Linked DNA regions of Oryza sativa: region 2 is linked to region 1. Evidence: chromatin contacts called from public HiCAR-type data. All regions are on one chromosome and are shown on one strand. The core of a region is the stretch at or near the end of the contact, and the rest is flanking DNA. Distances in the headings are between cores, read along the strand shown. Region 1 holds the start of LOC4339093. Region 2 holds the start of LOC4339101 (U-box domain-containing protein 16).

Region 1 (7,562 bases), core at 3,141-5,640:
GCCCTCTCGAGCGCGCGCGCGGGCCGGGAGATGCGGGGGAAGAGGCGGCGACGTGGGCGCGAGGTGCGGGTGCGGAGAGGGACGGAGAAGGCGGGCGGCGTGGGGAGGTGGGGCGCCGGCGGTTGGGGCTCGGCTCCAACCGGCTAGAGGAGGAAGACGACCGACAGGTGGGCCCCACCTGTCGGCGCCCGAAGGAGAGAGGGAGGGAGGGAGGACTTCGGGGAGGGGAAAGGGGAACGGGCCGGCTCACAAGGGGAGGCCGAGCGCGGGCGACGGGTGGACTGGGCCGACGGCCCAAGAAGAGGAAAAAGGAGGAAACAGGAAAAAGAAAAAGAAAAGAAAGGATTTTCCTGGGATTTAAAAATTGCACTTTGGTGATTTTTAATTGGTTAAAATTATTTCCAAGGCTCTGAAAATTCCACTAAAAATCCTGTTAATATATTGTGACATGTAGAATCCAAGAAAAATTCCACATGCCGATTCTGATTATTATTTGCATTTATTAATTAGAGAATTAGCTCTAGGTTAATTAAGATAATTTCTTCGGACGATTTATTTAGCCAATTTTTAAAGCAAGCAAAAGGGGGGAAACTTCAGGGCGTGACAAGCGTCATATATATCGACTTGTACGCGCACTCGCCTCCGGTTTTTGCCCCCTTTTTGTGGCGATGCCGACGCCGTGGCCGGCACGAGGACCACTCAGAAATTCTGGGGGGTGGGCCGAGGATTCCAAGGTTCTCGCAACTGAAGGTACCCACCACGCTGGTGCGCACACAGCGATAAAAAACTACTAGTATTCCACTTAATCATGTTTCTTTCCAAACATGGAAGGATATATTAAAGATCTTTCCAATAATATGCAATAGAAAATCTCACCTATATATATATATATTCTTTTCTTTTTAATTATTGGATGGATTGATTTTAAGATTCACTTAAGCACACTAATGCCAAACTCCTCTTCTTCTGTTCCCCCTGGCTGCCATTCCTCTTTTTGTTTGATTGACTCTTCCTCTATCCGATCTCCCGCTGCCATCGTCCCAATACGTAGCCGCCTGATCTTGCTGGTTGGTAGGAAGATATCAACGATGTCAGTGAGACCCCGTTGGGCCAGCCTCCTCATCTGCTTATCCTCTTCGCCAAGCTAGCATAACGAGTGTTCCCGTCCCACCGTCTTTCCTGTCTCCGGTGACTCTCTGTCATTGTATTTGTCATCGTCAGCCGCTGTTTCCTAACCAAAAGTTCCACTTTACCTCCACCATCCTTCTCCATTCATGTGGCGACTAGTGATGTCCTCCTCTTCCCTCTCCTCTTATCCCCTCCCTAACCCAGAATGGTAAGCCTTAATTCATCGGGTCATTGGCGGTCATCGAAGCTGAAGAAGGAATGTAGCATGAATCGTGGAGTGGATCTAATGGTGGATTTCTTTCTACCATAAAATTTCTGTCATATGAAACTTAGGCGATTCCATATTTTAAATAAGAAAACCCAATGTTGTCATCGACGTAGTGCAACAGATGCCTCGCAGAATCCAAAACCATAGCCACTACAGGATCGCAAGAAAAACCATGCTCTAGGGGGTTATTTGGTTTGTGGCTATCTTTACCAAACCACAATTAAGATAAGTTGTGGCTTGTCACAAAAGTTGTGGCTCATAAATTCTTAGCAACACCTTAGACAAGCTTACTTAAAAAATTGGGTCAATGATACGTGGGACCATATGGTTGAAAAGTGTGGCGAGTCACAGATGTGACAATGAACTAAACGATTGTAAAACCTTAGACATCGTAAATTGAAGATAGCAACCAAACGGCCCCTAGATATCTTGTTGATGGTGATTTCAGTGATTTGTTGTGAGGGCAACTCCACGCAGCTCAAGTGGCAGAAGTGTCCAGTCCCCAGTTGCTATGCTTATATAGAGTTGCACAATGTCAAAGCTAGCCAGGCTCCATCGATTGGGTCATGTCGTGTTTTTTCTCTCTTCAGGACGAGCACACATACGGTGATCGATGTCTTGTCAGATATCATTCGGATCGCAACCTGATCCATCGATAGATTCGGATTTAATTTGCAGGCTACTCGTTGTCCTTTCTACACTAATTACTCGGTGATTACTCCGCAACTAGCCATTAGCTAGCCTTGATCAGTCTTGGACGATATATTGCACCTTTACGCATGATGACGAAAACACTGTTGGGCTAATAACTATTCTTTCCGTTCCTAAATATTTGACGCCGTAAATTTTTTAAATATACTTGACCGTTCATCTTATTTAAAAAATTAATTAATTAATAATTATTTTATTATCATTTGATTTATTGTTAAATATGTTTTTATGTATACATATAGTTTTATATATTTTACAAAAGTTTTTGAATAAGACAAACGGTTAAATATGTTTAAAAATATTAACGATGTTAAATATTTAGAGATGGAGGAAGTCCTCCGTACCATGAGCTGATGAAGTGATGAGCAGGTGTTGTCGTATAGTCCTGGATCTGGAACCATACGCGTGACGTGTAGTAGAAAAACATCTTCAAGCCCTACTTTTCGCTCTAGTTAGGAGGTTGTGTTTTTTTTTTTAAAGTCAACCTTTCCCTCTTGACACGTAAAACAGATCGATGAATTAACACATGATTCCGTTAATTGAGTGCGCAGTGCTTCTATCAGCTAACAAAAACTTTCTAAGAAAAGATCGAAATTGATTTTCTTGAACCAACTTGAAAGAATGAGAAAACGTGTGCGTGAAAAATGAGAAGAGGAGAAGTTGGTAGCCCACCACGGCCCACGCTGGTGAGGACGCTAGGTCCATTTTGGTCTGATCGGAACTGGATTGCGGCATACGTGTAGCCCATTTTAGTTGGGCCGGAACGGGGTCGCGGGTGGTGCGGGCCATGATTAAGGCTGGCTGAGTGAGTGGGCCGTTACATGGGGTGTATGGGCCCAAAAGGCCTACGTACGCGACATGCACTGGTCTTCTTGTACTCTGCCAGGGCGACACGAACACAAAGCCGCAGTTATCTAGCCGACAATTTTGGCTGGTAATTCTAGAAGATAATTTACTAGAAACAGCAATAAATAAATAAAAGGCCTGTTTAGATCCATTTGGAATGACAAATGACAAATGGCAAAAGTTTTGGTGGCAAAAGTTTTTGCATTGCAAAAGTACTAGTTGGTGTTTAGATGTATGTAAAAGTTTTGCCATTCTAGCACTAAAGTGTGAGAGAGAAAGAGAGATGGAGTGGTCCCAAAGCACTTTTTGGCATAATTTGCTACTATGGACTAGCAAATGCCAAATACCAAATTGACAACTTTTGCTACTAGTGTTTAGATCCAAAATAACAAAAAATGCTACAAAATGGTAAAACTTTTACCATTTTGGAGGATCTAAACTGGGCCAAAAACATCTTTTTCCCTGATTTTTTTAAGACACCTTTCCCCCAAGGATGCCATATGAAATAAATATGACTCATAGCTCCCTGGTTAGCATAAAAAGTTTATAAACAAATTTTGGTGGCAGTTGAACATGAAAAGGGATTTTGTACGCAATAATTATTGTCAAGCTCCGTGGTAGCAGCGAAAAATTATAAATAAACTGTAGACGCACTTGATCATTCAAATATTTAATACCAAAAGACCTAATAATTTGCAACTGGCTAAAGATTAAGTATACTCAACATGTGCACGCCATTATACCCAATGTTCTTCTGTGCACTATCCTCACGTAATATACACCTTCGTACCATAATATAATAACTTTTAATTTAAATTAAAAAAATACTGTACTACCTCCATCAAAAAATAATTGTGACACTTATATCTATTGAGAAAAAAAAAGACTATGATTTATGGGGGCAATTAGTGCTCTAGAGTGATAATTATTTAGGGATGAATCTTCAATCAAAAAATACAATTATTTTGGAACGAGAGGGAGTATATTTTTGAGCTGTACTTAACAAATTGCAACTGCCACCTTAATGATTATTCTACTTTCCAATCGCCATTCCGGGAAAGCTCCCAATGCCCGCCCCTCTGAATCCCCCCTCCCATATCCCTCTGTACGCAAAAGCCGTTGAAAAAAAATATATTATTCGGACAAAAAGGCGTAAAATCCCGCGTGTCGCCGGGTCACCCAACGCCACGCGCCGTTCAACCGCTTGGCGGAGAAGCTCCCCCTTTTCTCACGTGGAAACCACCGTTCGCTTCGTTAACCTCCGTTTCGTACGACGGAGGAGCGGAGGAAAAAGAGGCATGCATTTCGTGCGTGTGGTCCGTAACGGGGAAAACGAGACGGAGGAATCTGACTTTCCCGCACGGCCATGTTGACTCCGCCGCCCCACATCGTCGAGAAGGAGAAGAAAAAAAAAAAAAAGGAAAAAAGAAGTCCTCGTTACGCCTTTCCCTGTCTCCTCCTCCTCTTCTTCGGTTCTTCCTCCGCCCCACTCCACCCAATCCTGAATCCGCCCCCCCCCCCCCCCCCCGAAGCAGCAGCGGCGGCGGCTGGCGGGAGGAGGAAGGCAAGGATCCGGCGGGGAGAGGCCGCCTCTCTTTCCCTTCCTTCGCGTCCGTCGTCCTGCTTGCTGCGGCCTGCAGCTGGTGAGTGAACCGCTTCTCTCTCGTTCATCTCTAGTAACGGTTAGCTACTGGATCTGTTCTTGCTTCTGTGCTCGCTTTGATGGAGTGCGCTGTAGGTTGCCTCGCTCGCTTGCCTTCACTTGTCTTCGGATAATATATCAAAAAAATTTAAAAAATAAAACATAAAGTTGGAATCATGGTTTTCCTCAATCAAAAAATAATAATAAGAAGAAGTTAGAATCGGTCATGGCTGTGTGTTGGGATAGATGGGGGTTTATTCACTTTATTGGCTCAAATTACAAACGTTTCGGTGCCCAATTTGGTGGTATTTCAACCTTCAGGCGCCAGACATACAATGGATAATCTTAGTACGAATGAGGCGTGCACAGTAGCTAATGCTTGCATGGATGATAAATTTTGCTCTTTCTGCTGGCTATTCTCCATTGGCAGCTAATTTAGCAACAAACATTAGCATGTAAAATTACGCATTACATTCCAGTTATCCGTCCAAAAAATTGATACCAATATGGCGCGCTTTGCTTAATTATGGGTCTCTTTCTGTTTGGCGCAGAGCTTGGCGGACAATAATACATATGCTTGTCCTTGCAAACCTATAGTACAGCGATCCTTTCTGTGGAACATTGCATCAGTCTAGAAATAGATTGGAAAGGGGTTTAGCTTGCGTATACTATCTGAGACTCTGGCTCGACAGAATGGTCTCCAATGGTAATGAAGATCTTAAAGCGGATGTTGAACTAGTAGAGTCGACAACAGTGGACAATGATACTGGAGCCCCAGGTGCCAGTACTCTTCCTACTCAAGGTGTTCCACGACAAGGGAAGCAGCGGAATGGGTTTCTGAATTTCTGTAATCGCTTTTCCAGTGGTGACAGGTTTAAGAAGTTGGGTCCTTCGCCTTCATTCAAGTTTCGACAGCTTGCACTTGAGCGAGATGAGTTCTCACGTTCCATCCACTCTGACAGCCATGATAATCATGAGCACTTCCAGTTTATCAGGAAAATTAATTGGGGCCATCTGTGGGTAATGTGCAAGGATTGGATAAAAGAGCCTCTTAATATGGCCCTTTTTGCTTGGATTGCTTGTGTTACTGTATCTGGTGCAATACTATTCCTTGTCATGACTGGAATGCTCAATCGTGCATTGCCTAGCAAATCACAAAGAGATGCCTGGTTTGAAGTAAACAACCAGATTTTGAATGCATTATTCACACTCATGTGCCTTTATCAACACCCAAAGCGGATATATTACTTTGTGCTGTTGTGTCGATGGGAGCAAAAGGATGTTTTGGTCCTTAGAAAAACATATTGCAAAAATGGAACATACAAGCCCAATGAATGGATGCACATGATGGTGGTTGTGGTCCTCCTTAATTTGAACTGCTTTGCTCAGTATGCCTTATGTGGTCTCAACCTAGGATACCGCAGATCTGAACGACCTCCTATCGGTGTTGGCCTGACCATTTCCGTTGCTATCGGGGCAGCGGCATTTGCTGGATTGTATAACATTATCAGTCCTCTTGGGAAGGATTATGACACAGAACTGACTGAAGTTGACCAAGAAGCACAAACTGAACTCACCAGGCCAGCAACCTCACGAACATCACTTGAAAAGAGATACTCTTTCATTCAAAGTGAAGAGCGCCGTTTTGTGGAGAGTAGGCCTGAGTGGGTTGGTGGACTAATGGATTTCTGGGACAATATATCTCTTGCCTACCTGTCAATTTTCTGCAGTTGCTGTGTGTTTGGATGGAATATGCAGAGGCTTGGATTTGGTAACATGTATGTCCATATTGCTACATTTATGCTCTTTTGCCTTGCTCCGTTTTTCATCTTCAACCTGGCTGCTGTCAATATTAACAATGAAAACCTTCGAGAAGCATTAGGGCTTACCGGTCTCGCACTTTGCTTTTTCGGCTTACTGTATGGTGGCTTTTGGAGAATACAGATGAGGAAGAGATTTAACCTACCTGCGAACAACTTCTGCTGCCGCAGTGCAGAAGCCACAGATTGCTTCCAGTGGTTGTGCTGCTCCTCATGCTCCCTTGCCCAGGAGGTGAGAACTGCTGATTATTATGATATTGCTGAAGATAGGTCATATACAGAGCAGATTACTGCGAGAAGCCAGCATGTAATGACCCCATTGTCGCGCGAAGATGGTTTGCCTCTTTTTAGGTCAAATCCAGGTTCGCCATACAGGAGCAGCACTGCTAGTCCATCGATCTTCATTATGGAGAGTCCATCAGCTCCACGGAGATCACCTGGACCTAGCCCTCTGGGGGGTTCGCCGACAATGGGCGACAGGACAATGAAGGCGCCTACTCCATCTGTTCTCCACAGAGACGGTGAGCCCGAATTGTAGTACCGGGAAATGCAATGAAGCATTAGTTATCCTGAGTCTATTTTGTATATTTGATGTAAAGAAAACTACCATACACCTTTTTTTTTTCATCTGCAGCTTCCATGCAACTGCCATTGCTTATGAAATGTATAGACTAGACCATCATTTCAGTTCAGTTCTGTACTACTCTGTAAGATTTCTTTTTGAGGTGAAGTGAATGGTAAGCGAGAGTTGTCAATTTACTATCCAATTTTGTGCTGGGAAATTCATGGCTAACAAGAAGATGTCCGTGAATTTTTTAATATGCTCTCATGCCATCTGTAGATCATTCAGTTCTCCCCTGACCAGCCTGTTTACTTCATCAATCACAAAACCGTGACGCAATGGACATTTTGCTTCAGGATTCGACATCAACCTTTTCATTATTGGTACTGAACCTATGTTTGACAGCTTCAGCGCCGTCAGTCCGTTCCATCATCTGAAATCATCTGATGTGATACGTTGATACAACTAAAAACTCTACTATCTCTGTAACCTGCTAGGTCAATGAATGGCACAGCTTCTGTATATAACATGCGTTATCGCGAGCAGCGGTACGTGCAGACGAAGGCTCCCTGAGGACTGGTTCTT
Region 2 (7,562 bases), core at 2,401-4,900, 140 kb before region 1:
TATATAAGAAATCCTGCCAAAATTTTGGTAAGTTGCCAAAATTTTAGCATATTTGCCAAAATTTCGGTAATGCTAAAATTTTGGTAAGTTTTTTTTTAACATCAAAGTGAACAGGCCCCAAATAGACAAATTTTCCAAGTCCAAATACGATCCACTCATACATACTATGATTCAGAATAACCTCCCAATTAAAGACGAAGAGAGAGCATCCGAAACAACACGGCTGGTCCAGAAAGCTACTGTCAACCGTGTTTAAACTGGCATGCAATGTAATTAAATAGCGCCGTATGATTATAACAAACAAAACCTAGATTGTTTACACCAATAATGACACACTTAGTTCCCTGGCAGGAAGGAACCACACGCCCATCTTTCCAGCCACGCAACAGCAAGAGGAAGAACAACACCCGTCTCAAGTCACACTAATCAAATTCAGCAGACGCCTTTACGGTCTCCATCGTTTGGCTTATTTCCTAATAAGTTAAAACGGCTTATTAGAAAATAAAAATAAATTTGTGGGTAAAACTTTTATAAATATGTTCTTTGTGACTTAAAAGCCAATGTTAAAAAGAAACTACGTTAAAAATATCTCAAAATTAAGCTCGAAAATTTAAAATTTGGTTTTTTTTAGCTTATTATGCTATCCGATGGGAGCCTACTACTTTTAACATTAACATTGCATAGACTACTAGTAGACAAGTAGTAGTAGTAGAAAGAAGAACATAATACTACCATCTTGCTTTGGTCAAAGGGAAACACATATGGCCAGCATCAGGCGATGTCAATGGCCGGAACAGCGAGACATGCATCCAAAGATACGAGATATTCCTACAATCTATCAACAGTATGGATGCACACTGGCTCTTGCTGGCACTAAAGCTACGGCCTTTTTCTGCCCAAAAGCCGGTGAATTTGCAAGCTGTTTTATGCTTTGCTGCACTCTCTCGCGCGGAGCAACATATTCGTTGTTTCGTTAGGTAGCGTGCGCTCGCTTTGTTCTTTTTTTTTCTTTTTTCTCCTCCAAATTGGATGGCCGGGAATGGCTGGCAATTTGGTCCCCGGCAGCTCAAGCAACTAAGTGAGTGAGCACTCATCACGGGCGCCTCCTAGTTGCAAGCCATCAACTACACAATTATTGTGATGCTTTTGTTCACATCTTTCATATTGGTAGCTGGAATGAAATGAAATCGTACAGTTGTTGCGTCGATGTGGATACAGAAATTAAAGAATTATAGAATGGGGGAAGTGGAGATGATCACAATTCACAAGCATTTGTACAAGTTGGTGACATCTCTTTTTCTCTTTGTGTTACTTATGAGACAAGAGAAATATGTGACAAGATTTGGAGAGAAATGGATCTTTGTATAATTGTATGTGCAGTTTATCAATTACTCAAACTGGTCCCATGAACCAAAGAATCGTGAAGGCCTTGAAGGCAAGAAACAATTTTTTTTTTTGTACAAGCATTCGTTGTGCGTGGGAAAAAAAATCGAAATTTTATCTGCTCCTATGAATTAATCAATGTGGCCGTGGTGGAATTTCACGACGCTGTAATGGCCGTCGTCGTGACGTCGGAGGTGGCGGGGTACTCCGCGGTTTGCTCCGCCGCGGCCCAACGCCGGCATGCCCTGCCGAGCGACGCGGCCTTGCGCCGCGCGCGCTCCGTGCCGGTGGCCATCAGCTCCCATATCGCCCACTCCACGCCGGAGACCGACATCACCTGCGCCACCACGGCGGCGCCCACGCGGCGGCAGAGCAGCACCAGCGCGGCGGCCGCGCACTCCCTTGACCACTCCGTGCCGCGCCGCAGCTCGGCCACGAGGCGCACCACCGCGCCGTCGATGTTCACGATCGCCTCCGCGCCGCCGCGCTTGGCCAGCGACGCCAGCACCGCCACGGCGGTCTCCTCCTCGCTGATCGCCGACAGCGCCGCCTCCGCGGCGCCGGCTTCCACGAGCTTCCCGACGTTCTCCCTCTCGCCGGACAGGCACAGGAGCGCGGCGATCGCGTCCTTCTTGGTGCTGGAGGGGCCGGTGCGCACGAGGTGCACGACCCTCTCGACGACGCGTGGGTTCCGGCCAAGCCGGCGGCGGTAGGAATGGACGGACGCCAGGCTGAGCACGGTGGCCGCCGCGTTCTCCTTGGCGCGCCACGTCGCGCCGGAGCCCATGGCGTGGCAGATCGCCTCGACGGCGCCCTCGGCGTGCATGATGCGCTTCTTGTTGGCGTCGAGGATGGACAGGTTGAGCAGCGCCGTGACGGCGTTGAGCTGGGTGGCGGTGTCGTCGGAGTGGAGCAGCGGCACGAGGAGCGGGACGGCGCCGGCCTCCCCGATGAAGGCGCGCGTGTCGTTGCCGGACCTGGCGAGCTGCCGGATCTCGTGCACCACGCGGTTGGCCGCGGCGGGGGAGAAGGAGACGGAGAGCTTCTTGACGAGGAACGACGCCGTCATGCGCGCCGCCTCCAACGCCGCCTTGTTCGCGGTCACCACCGGCGCTGGCTCGGGCTTGCTTGGCTCGGAGCTCTCCATGGCGACGCCGTTCTCCCGGCACCACCGCGAGATCAAGTTCTTGAGCGCCTTGTTGGGGACAAGCTCCAGATTGGCCAGCACCTGCCCAGTCTTGGGGCACGTCGACTTGCCGGAGCCGAACCACCGGGTGATGGACTCCCGGTCGTACGTCTGGCCGCTCGCCGACACAACCGGGTCGCGCATCAGATCGAGAGAGATGGGGCACCGGAAGTCCGGCGGCGGCGACGGCGGCTCGGCGTCGTCGTCATCGTCATCGTCGTCAACATCCACCTTGGTGTCCATCGGCCGCGGCGTGGCCGCGGTGAAGAGGACGCACTTGGCGTACCGGAGGAGCCCAACGAGCGCAATCATGGCCGACGTCCACCTCTCCGCCACGCGGTCGCCGATCTCCCGCTCCAGTGTCTCGATCTCGTCGCTGCAGCACGCCGGGTCGTTGATGCCAACCTCCTCGAGGATGCCCTCCAGCCTCTCCCTCTCCGGCACGATCTCCCTCTCCACCTCCTGGATCAGCGCCAGCACCCCGGTCTTCAGCTCGTGCTCCGCGGCGTCCGCCGACGGCGAGCTCCGCCGGCACTGCCGGGACGCGAGCGCGAGGAGGTCCACCACGTCGTCGGCGAGCCCGAGCTCGGGAACGGGGAGAAGATCCAGCAGCGTGGCCAGGTCATGCTGCAGCTCACGCACCCGCGCCGCCACCTCGTCGGCCTGCAGTAGCAGCCGCATCCGGCTGCGCGCCGAGCAGTCGGCCACCACCGCCTTGAACCGCTGCAGCACGAGCAGCACCTCGCGCAGGCACAGCGACGCCGACCGCGGCAGCCTCCCGCACCGGAGCAGGTCGTCGAACACCGCGGCGAGAAGCTTCGCGCGCCTGGACACCGCCGCGAACACCGTCTCCAAGAACGGCGCCGGCGCCTCCGCCGCAGCCAGATCCCTCGCCAGGCGGTGCAGCGATCGGAGGATCTCCCCGTCGGACGCCGACGAGGAATACGAAGAAGACGACGACGGCGGCGGCGGCGACGCGGCAGCCGCGTTCCTCGCGTTGGCCATTTTGTTGCTGACTTTCTTTTGCAGTAACCGAACGAACAAATCGAATTGGAACTCAGAAAAAAATTTGTATGGTTGCGGAGACGAAGGCGTGAGGCCGTAGTATATATATACGTGCGAGAGAGACGTTTAGCGCGTTGAGTTGTTCGAGAGCTGGGAAGGGGTTGGAAGTGGAACCTGGAAGGAATCCTCCTGACTTTTGTTTACCTTGATGTGATGGCTACCCATCGTGTGCTTATTTTATTGAGTTCTCCTTATTATTTTTTTTTTTTGGTTTGATAGACTGAAGAAGATGTTGTGAGTTTCTGACCGCTGGATTGTGGTCGATGGACGGGTGAGATGGGTGTGTTTTGGTGGGGGTGTGTTTGATGACTCAGCTTGGGGCTGGCTGGCCGGCTGGGTTTGGTTTTGAGTTGATCGGATCGCTTCCAAGCAATGCTTTCTTATGAGAAGGCCGGGTTAAGGGTTGGAAATATTCCTCTAAGCTCGTGCCAATGTGCATGTGTGTGCAGGGCGGCAGGGTCACTCGTGACCATTTCCTCTTCGATCTGTTGGTGAACACAATGTAAAAGTACTTCGTTCAAAAAAAAAAAAGAAGAATGTAAAAGGACTGTAGCTAAATGCTTCCTCCCTCACAGGCCTACGCGAAGCTTAAGGGCTAAGGCCTCCTTTTGTGAAGAATTGCTTAACGCGGGGAAACTTTATCTACTGTTACACTAGTTTGTTGAATGCAAATAGGTTATACATCTGTGATTTGTCATGCACCACGCCTTGAGAGCTTTCCAGCTAGCTAGATTCAAATCTAATGTCACGTTGATCCAAACAGATAGACAAGGAATCCCCAAAATCAAAAGTAGAGTAGGAAATTAAGAAACGAGCATAAATTTACAGTACCCGTCGCTGTACTAACCCAACAACATAATCCTACTATAGAAGTAGCAACCGAAAGGAACAAAATATGGCGGCGACGGCTCATTCACGTCGGCCACCGCCGCCGATGGCTAAAATCAACAGCTGCCCAGGCCGAATTCCACACAGTATAGTACACGCAGTACGGCAGCAATGAAGGCAGGAACGATCTCATCTCATTCTCACGCCAGACGAAGGCGAGAATAATAAACAAACCGGCCAAAACCGGATCGCACGATCAGCATCCAACGCCACGTAGCGGTCAAAGTTTTCTTCACGGATCCGGGCAAATGAAAAGGATCCCAGTTTGACCGCCCCAAAAGTAAACAGGCGATCAAGTTATACAGGTCACCGAACACGCGCGATAGATAGATCGAGCACGCACATGCGGATTAAACTAGTAGTATAAAATACTCCCTCCATTTTAGGTGATAAGATGTTTTGGCTTTGATCAAACTCAAACTACTTTTAAACTTTTAAGTTTAATTAAATAAACCCAAGATAAATTTATTATAAAAATATATTTAATTATTAATTTAATAAAACTAATTTGGTAATATAAATATTATTACTATATTTCTTTACAAACTTAGTGAAATTTAATACGGTTTGACTTTGACTATATTTAAAATATCTTATAACCTGAAACGGTGGGATTACATATTTACCAGCCGTCCTAATCCAATCGAGTAATCTATGCGTGATTGGTAGCCCGCGGCTAGCCGGGATTAACGTTTGACTTGATCAGAAACCACACGCACGATCTCGCGAATTAGCGGCCACGGCGACACGTGGCGGCAGCGGAGCAGCGGCGTCAACCTCTGACCACCGGCCGGGCCGGCCCGGCTGGTAATTAGTGGAGCGCGGTAAGCTCCAGCTACTAATCCAACGAGCAAAGCGGCCGTTCTCGCGTGGGCGGCGCCACGTTACGACGTGGTGGAGATTAACCAGGTAATAACACCAGGCCACACGCCTCTGCCGCCCCAAATCGCCGAAACGTTTCCGCGACGCGACGCGACGCGATAAGATGCGCGCGCGGGAGGATTGCGTGTACGTACGGGGAGGATGCGCGGGGGCGTGACGTCGTGGGGGCGCCGCAATCGCGACGAGTAGCGAGCGGTAGCGGCTCGTCGCGAGGTGCATCGGCTTACTAGCTTGGGAGAGCGACGTGTGCGCGCGGTGATGCCATCGTATGCGTGTGGAACCGTACAGGACGCGATGCAGACGCATACGCGATCTCGAGCGCCTGCTAGCTAGCGGCGACACGTACGGCCGGCGGTGTCACTCGCACACCGTATGGTGATGGGGATGCCCAGCAGCAGCCAGATGGGGGCCGGGGCCCCTGGGACTCGCGAGCGTGACATATCCGGATGCGCCATTTACGATCGAGTGGTCGCTACTAGCTACTAGCTGATCTATCGGATGCGGTGACACGCTCACACACACTACCCGGTGCGGTGACACACACTGACACGGCTTTCCTGGGCCATCGTCCATGCCGGCCACGTGGTCCGTCGGTTGAGGGACCGTGAGGTTTAACGTTTACGTGTGTGTTTAATGGATGCATGATACCGCGGTATTACAAGCTTATGGATATGCTTGGCTGTACGTACGCACGCACGTATACATGATACGCGCTACGTTGTGTATTCACTATTGAGTAGTACGTGGATGGTTGAGTTCAACCAGCAATATTGAGTACAAGCGTATGGGATCAGAGTATGATGACAATAGCAGTGCGTCACAGATTTATACCGAACCCTACATAACACGTAGACTAAGAACTGTATTTATCATATGCTCCACAATACAAATCATTTGTAGTGGGTCTCGTCATTATTTCTCCTTCACTTTTTCTCCCCATCTCTCTCCTCTCCTAGCAATTTTGCCTGGCGGAGAGAAAGTGAGCGTCTCCCTGGCGACTGAGCTACGCACCCGCAACGAACGGCACAACGGAGCTCGGCGGCGGCCTAGCCCAAGCGCGGCGCCGCTTCTCCTCCTCCTCCGACTATTAGCGGATGACGCGGGGGGAGCTCGGCGACGCGCCTGCGACGGACAGCGCGGCGGAGTTCGGCAGCGCGCTTGCGGGGGACTACGCGGCATAGCTCGACGCCGTCGATCTGTCACTGTTGCGTTTGGAGGCGGCGCGGAACAATGACAACGATGAAGTTAGGTGCTAGATCCACCACCTTCTCTTCCTCCGCCGCCGGCATCTTCCTTTTTACGCCCTACGCCACCGCAGTTGCTATCTTCTCTTCTTCTCCCTATACCGCCGCCGCCGTTGCATGGGTATGGGGGCGTCGCATGGGGCCATGCCCCCTCCCAATGTGCCCCTCGCCCCACGCCTGCCAGTTCTGACGAAGAACGGGTTGCTTTGTTTGGCTCCGTGTTCTTCGGTTGGAAAAGGTAGATGTGTGCGTGGCGTCGAATTTTCGACGTGGATGGTCAGGGTTGAACGCTATGAGATCCTGAGTTAACTTTTCGTGGAATCGTTCTTTAGTTTCTCGGCTCGAGAGTAGAAAACTAGAAATGTACAATGATGTATATATATACAGTGCTGCATACTACTGCAGAGTGCAGAGCTTAAGTTTCATGTGTCAATTATAGTACTTATGCATTTGTAAGAGAGAGTATCAATAATATTCAACGGGAAATGATGGATTAAAGAATTAACTCTGTCAGCACTTCAACTAGTAATGTCAATGATGGATCAACAGTCCAAAGTCCATAATATACTAAGCACGCAACTAGTACCAAATGTCAGCGTAACTTCTAGAAGTAGATAATGAAAACACTCAGAAGCGGACCAAGGAAAGAGCTTATGTAATTATATTAATCACCATCACTTGTATTTGCATAAGGACGTAATGCAGATCGCTATTACTCAAAAGCTAGATTGTTCAACCACTGCCTATAAAAATCATAAAAAAAAGAAAAAAACATAATACCTCGAACGAAATCATAGGACGCGATGCATATACGCATACACGATTGAGCGCCTGCTAGCTAGCGGCGACACGTACGGCGGTGTCACTCGCACACCGTATGGTGATGGGGATGGCCATCAGCAGCCAGATGGGTG

What was found. HiCAR-type assays count read pairs that join an accessible place to other places.
Region 2: a contact with region 1 is called in a HiCAR-type map of leaf, with 1.8 times the contacts expected there. The contact joins the promoter of LOC4339101 here to the promoter of LOC4339093 in region 1. A contact is called at or near these places in 1 of 15 Hi-C or Micro-C datasets (seedling) and 1 of 4 datasets of contacts at active chromatin or transcription factors (leaf).

The regions. Positions count from the first base shown.
Region 1 is chr5:23,431,093-23,438,654 of ASM3414082v1, reverse strand. It overlaps LOC4339093, which reads left to right and starts at 4,390. Exons shown (of 3, transcript XR_010741523.1): 1 at 4,390-4,596; 2 at 5,147-7,360; 3 at 7,475-7,562. LOC136356685 (extensin-like) reads right to left here and starts at 2,508. Exons shown (of 3, transcript XM_066310930.1): 1 at 2,452-2,508; 2 at 1-143. The coding sequence starts at 2,508.
Region 2 is chr5:23,573,679-23,581,240 of ASM3414082v1, reverse strand. LOC4339101 (U-box domain-containing protein 16) reads right to left here and starts at 3,650. Exons shown (of 1, transcript XM_015782045.3): 1 at 1,360-3,650. The coding sequence starts at 3,574. The coding sequence ends at 1,541.